2 separate regions of the Capra hircus genome follow, and region 1 is linked to region 2. Evidence: chromatin contacts called from public Hi-C data. All regions are on one chromosome and are shown on one strand. The core of a region is the stretch at or near the end of the contact, and the rest is flanking DNA. Distances in the headings are between cores, read along the strand shown.

Region 1 (2,822 bases), core at 275-2,774, 150 kb before region 2:
TTTGTGGATATCTTGAAATATTATTTTTACTCATTTACTACCTCAGAATTATGGTGGTCTTTAGGCTCGCCACTAGATCTTAGTATCTAATGGATTTAATATAAAGCACATATACCACTATGTTATACTTTAAAAATATTCTGAAAATTGTATTTTAATATAATTTGTTCCTTTGAGTTTCTGGGTATATTTGTTATATATTTAAAAACATTCTTAGAAGGGTACATGGTAGGAAAAAGTTAAGAACTCTGCTTTTTTAGTATTCTCTTGGCTTTCGCTCTTGGTTTTTTAATTTAAAAAAAATTTTTTTAATTGAAGTATAGTTGATTTACAATGTTGTTAGTTTCAGGTGTATAGCAAGCTCTCATTCTTATTGCATAAGGCTAAAGAGGGTCCCTGAAATGAGTTGTACCATCTGTGAGGTTCTCATAGTTTTATTGTTTTATTTTTCCAGAGACCCTTCCTCCCTTAACTTTCATACCTCTTCACTATTTGTTTTTCTTATCTCACCAACCATCTTTCTGTTTCTGTTCACCCGCCTTACTTTACTGTGGATGTCTTTTTCTGTTTCTATGGGGAGTTCATCCTTTAGCATGTCACTGATTGCCATATTATGTGAAGAACTCTATCATCTCCCCAGATTATCCACCCCCTCCTGAATTCCATAACTGCAGTTTTCCCTGAACACTTCTACTTGGTTTTACCCCTGCTATCTGGAAATGAACATACTAAAAACTAAAATTCCTCACTAAGTCTTCATGCTGTCCCTCTTTGTCCGGACCACCATTTTAACTGTCCCCCTGGTTTTGCCACCTTATAGTTATTTTAAAATTAAGCCACGTAATTAAAAAAAAAAAAAGGAAAAAATAAAAATCTTTAAAATCAAAAGATACAAAAGGATATATAGTGAAATGTAAGTCTTCCTCACACCTGATCCCCTCAACTCCCCTCCCAGAAGGAAACCACGTTACCAGCTCTTAGAGTGATTTTTTTATTCTTTATTTTGGCTATATCTCAGATGTGTGTCCTTTCCTCTCCAGGCCCTTGTGACCTTATATCTGGTTGACTTTCTATATAAGTATTTGTATGTGTGTATTTTATATACATATATAAAATCTCCCTCTGTGGCCTTCCGGCCTCGAGTTTTCTTCACAACGCTTCCTGGATGAAGAACCTACAAGGGTGAGGGGCCGGGGTTGGGGGTGATGGGGAAGAGGATCTAAAGGGGACTTAGGTAGGGGGTTCGGAGTGACAGACTTGCGGGAAGCTCTGCCAGGATCCCTGTTTCTATTTCTGCCACCTGAGGCCCATTTCCAGTCCTCTCATCCAAATGTCTCTCATTTCCAAGCTCCGAGACAGAGACAGCGAGATACACAGAGACAGAGACGCCAAGGCACCAGCATCCCTCTCCCCTTCTGTCCCGCCCCATCACTCTGACGGACATTCGCCGCCAGCCAATAGAGATACCTATGTCCCCCGGAAGGGCCAATGAGAGATAGAGGAGGGCGGAAGATTCCCCGCCCCCACTTCTAGGCTTGGTTGAGCTGTGCAGGTAGGTCCGGGGGCCGGGGGAGCCGCCGTTGGCACTGGGGCCCCGGGGGGTGGGGGCACGAGTCGGTAGGGGTGATGGTGGGGAAGGGGAGGCGGCCCCAACGGCGGGAGCCCGAGGGGGTGGCCCGGCCGGGAGGCGGGGGGCCGACGGGCCCGGGGAGCGGGCGCCGCCGAGGGCCCTGGAAGCGACTGGGCTGGGGGAGCGGGGACGCGTGTGTGGGGCATAGGGACCCCCGCCCCGCGCCCACCCGCAGGCCTGGGCCTCGGGCTGCGGGCAGAGGGGTCGGGGGCCTGGTACTCGGGGGGCGGGCTGGGCCGGGCCCGGGGCCGGGGGCGCCGAGCACAGCCCGGGGCGCCAGGCCGAGCCGAGGTGGGACGGACCGACGCGGAGAGGAAGGGAAGCTGCATCCCGCGGGCCGCCCCCTTCCAGAAGCGAGCGGAGCAACGGCCGCCGGCGCCCTGCCCTGAGCCCCCTCTCCCTTACGCCCCCTCCCTAACAATGGGTTTGGGGCAGAAAGAGTCGCCTCACTGCGGGAAGGGGGGTCGGTTTGGGACTGGGGTCTAGGGTGGGGGGAGGGGTGGGAACTCGGGCTCTCCCCTTTCTCTTCGCCCCTTAGCTCTTGCGTTGGGGATTATGGAGGGGCTCTTAAATCCTTCCCGGACTTGGGTCAGAAGTCAAACTCCCCCCAACCCTCCCCCCACAAAAAAAAAAAAATCCGACGAGCGTAAGGAAAGTGATGCCAAGTCTTCGACGCCGAAGTGACAAACGCATAGCAAGAACAAATCCACTCCAGAGGTTTTTATTTTTAATTTTTCTTAAAAATGAGGGTACTGTAGGCTTTGAATTTTTAAAAATTTATTTTACAGAGGTGGGTGCTGTTATTTTGTCCCTAATCGGGCAAGCCTCCATTTTAAGCGAAGCAGTAACTGGTTAAGCTGGAATTTTCATTCAGGCCTAGGACTAGAGCACGAATCCTACAAGAGGTCATTTAATCCATCCTCCTACCTCCACACAAACTTGGCTCAAAATTGTTTGGCCTGTTATTAAAGATTTCTAGGAAAGAAGGGTCTTTCATTTGTAGCACTTCAGTCAAGAATGGCTATTATTTTTCCACATAGAATGGTCTCTGCAACTTAAACTCAAGAAAATTTAGGACAATCAAAATGATCAGAGAGGGTTTAATTTATTAAAACTAAATGTGGCAAGGGCATTTTTTAGTGATCAGATAAAAAAATCACTTTTTAATAGTGTTTATGAAGTAACCCTGGAC
Region 2 (3,167 bases), core at 585-3,084:
ATGGAGCAGTAAATAACACTTTAGAACATAATGAATGGAAAACACTTAAAACATTTTCCTGTGTGCTTCAGATTCCAGAGTCGTTGACTCTTACCCTCTCCTGCCACTTGGATTATGGCTCATGTAACTTAAGATAATATTTGTATAGCATTTATAGTTTATATGCACTTCTCTTATTCTTGTCTCATTTGGTTTTCTCGGTAATCTTGTAAAGTTACTTCAGTTTTACATCTCAAGAAATAGGCTTAGAGAGGTTGTGGTTTATCTCAGGCTACATAGCTGATGTAGCAGGCTCCAAAATTTAAATCCGAGTAATCTGATTCCTGTCCTTCTTTTCACTATAACTCATGCTTCTCTCCAGCCAGGTTATTAAGAGAAGTCAGATTTCTGCCCATTTCCAGGCTGCAGCTTCAGGCAGAGACACCAAGATGACTCCAGAACATTTGTTGAGTTATTCTCTTAAGATTACAGTGTTGAATTGCATGGTCTCCTATTTGAATAAAGAAGCCTGAGCCTATATAGTTTTATTAAGGTCTGATAAGATCTTTTTCCTGTTGAATCAGTATCAGCTGATAAATACGTTGATCATTGCTTTGTCAACAGGATTACCTTGTATAGTTGTGAATTCCCTCTCCCATCACCTGAATATGCCCAAGACACCTGCCTGACATCTCCTGTTCCATCATTCTGTACTCCCTGTGGTCTTTATTTTCCTGTCTGTCTCTGTCTTCTCTCCCCACCTCCACCCTTTCCCCACTCTCTCCCTTGTGTCAGTCACACACAAACACACACACATATCCTAATTATGACATTGGAGTTTGGACAAGAGAGATGGTCATTAAATTCTCTTTATGAGACAGTAAAGAAGAATAGTGTTGTTTTTTTTTTTTTTTACTATCTCAAGTCGAGCATTAACATATCTACCTATGAATACAGTAGACTTTCTGTGGCTCAACCCAGGGACTTAATTATTGTGTCTAATATTGTGACTATTGGGATTTTTTACTTGATTCACACCACTGCCACACTCAGAATACAGAATGCCACATTTGTAAACTGAAAGATTGCCAGGGTCATGAAGATGTGAATAGTGTCTCCTGAAATATTGAGATTCCCCAGATCTTTTATCCCCAGATCTATTATCTTATAATAGTAAGTAATAGTGAAAACTAGCAGCCAGCATACTGTGTGGGTCAAACCTGACCTCTGGGCCACCCCGTTCTTCTCTAGAATACATTTAAAGATGGCAGGACTTCCAACTTTTCATTTTCTGTAGTTTTACTGATGTTTCCCTGGCCAGTCTGTGTACTTTGTTAGGATGGGAACCAATTGCAGCTCTTAATCCTAGAGTTCATCTCCCATCTTCCACACCTTAGCCACTCCCATTCATTTTAGGAACTGCTCCCTGGCTGGAAGGTGGAGACGTTAGGGTGTGATAACCCTTTAGTACTGAGTGGTGGCTCAGAGGTAAAGTGTCTGCCTGCCATGTTGGAGACCTGGGTTAGATCCCTGCGTCGGGAAGATACCCTGGAGAAGGAAATGGCAACCCACTCCAGTACTCTTGACTAGAAAATCCTGTGGACGAAGGAGCCTGGTGGGCTACAGTCCATGGGGTTGCAAAGATTTGGACATGACTGAGCGACTTCACTCAGTCAACCCTTTAGTATTCCAGAAACAGGAGCTTGGTTCCTAATTACCTCATTTAATCAAGCCAGCTAAACCTTAGCTTGAAACAGGATGTATAACCTTGGGGAAGAACACGTTGACTTACGTTTATGCTTAATAAGAGCACCACCTGCTGGCCTCGAAGAGCTCTGCTCTTTTGAGAGAGCTTGCCAAGACAGCTAGCTATATCCATGAGGCTGTTGCAACTTACCAGCAGGAGGAGGAAGTGAGCATGACTGAACACCATGAGAAAGTGTGCTTGAGAAAATGGTGGATCATGGAATGTCAGACTCTGGCGGGCCTGAAGCTAAAGTCTTCTTTTTGTTTGAGGAAATGGTAAACTAATGTTTCTTGTCATTGACCTGGTTAAGGGTCTGTACCCTCCTGTCTGGTTAATACCACTTTAATGGCCATTGCCTATGCAGGTGTGAAATGTGTGGAGTCCTCTAGCGGAACTGTTGTTCTCTTCCATTTTTATAACTCTTCCTTTGCTTACTTTCAGGTCCTCTATGTCTATTTTCAGAATTGTAGCTCTGTGTGGATCCCAGGTGTTATTACTCAGAGCATGAACTCAGACTAGCAATTCCTAAGAGATCATTTTTGTTCACTGATTTTTGGGGGATTTAACTGAGTCTCTATTCACTTTTATATGAAAACTGCTAAAACACAGCAGACTTTTAGCAATGTATAGTAGCCCGAGTCCCATAAACAGTTAGTTATCCCTAACAGCTTATTCAGTGGGTTTTATGGGGAAGTTGCTCTTGGTTCTGCTTAATACCCATCTCCAGAGCACAAGGTAATGGTTTACATTTGTGCCAGTTTTTACTTCTGAGGATTTAAATGGGGGGTGGGGTAAAGGTTAGGAGTGGAGTTTTAGTTGAAAAGTCATCAGTTTAACGTGTTAGAGTTGAGAGGTGCAGTAGTCATCTAGTCTAGCAATAACATAAATGTTTTTTCTCTCTTGTGCTTAGTGAGATTGATTTATAATTAGATTAATTATTTGAGACAGGTCTGAGGCCTTGGGGTACAACAGAGTGAGTACTGCCATGAGCCTGTGCCTACAGCAGACAGAAGAGGTGAGAGTGGTAGAGCATGTGTGCTAGGATATTGCCAGCCCTGATCAGATCTTGCTGCCTCATTTTACAGATGAAGATGCTGGAGCCCAGCCAAGTGATTTGTTCTTGTTCTAGCCTCCTACTCAGTGATGGAACCAGGACCTGTGTCCAGGACTACTTATTTGCACTATAAAAGAGCGGGAGGAATAAAATCACTATGCTTTTGTAGTCCCATTAAACAGCCTATGCAGACTTCCCTCATGGTCCAGTGCTTAAGTGCACGCTCCCAATGCAGGGGGCATGGGTTCAGTCCCTGGTTGGAGAAGATCCCACATGTCATGTGGTATAGCCCCCCAAAAGACCAAATAAATAAGAAAAACCAGCCTTTGCCAAGTGGGAGTAACTCTCTTCTATATCCCAGGGGATGTCCTGGGATATAGAAAAGGT

What was found. Hi-C and Micro-C count contacts between places; a contact is called where the count stands out from the background.
Region 1: a contact with region 2 is called in a Hi-C map of blood, with 4 times the contacts expected there. The contact joins the promoter of KANSL1 here to the enhancer-like site in region 2. A contact is called at or near these places in 2 of 5 Hi-C or Micro-C datasets (both in blood).

The regions. Positions count from the first base shown.
Region 1 is chr19:45,810,582-45,813,403 of ARS1.2, reverse strand. It overlaps KANSL1 (KAT8 regulatory NSL complex subunit 1), which reads left to right and starts at 1,524. Exons shown (of 16, transcript XM_018065300.1): 1 at 1,524-1,552.
Region 2 is chr19:45,656,653-45,659,819 of ARS1.2, reverse strand. The region is part of intron 8 of KANSL1 (KAT8 regulatory NSL complex subunit 1); the gene reads left to right. Among named protein-coding and RNA genes, the nearest start is that of MAPT, 140 kb to the right of the region's middle. Within about 2 kb of position 1,834, at least 3 of the 5 cell types and tissues checked have an H3K27ac peak or open chromatin away from gene starts, as enhancers often do.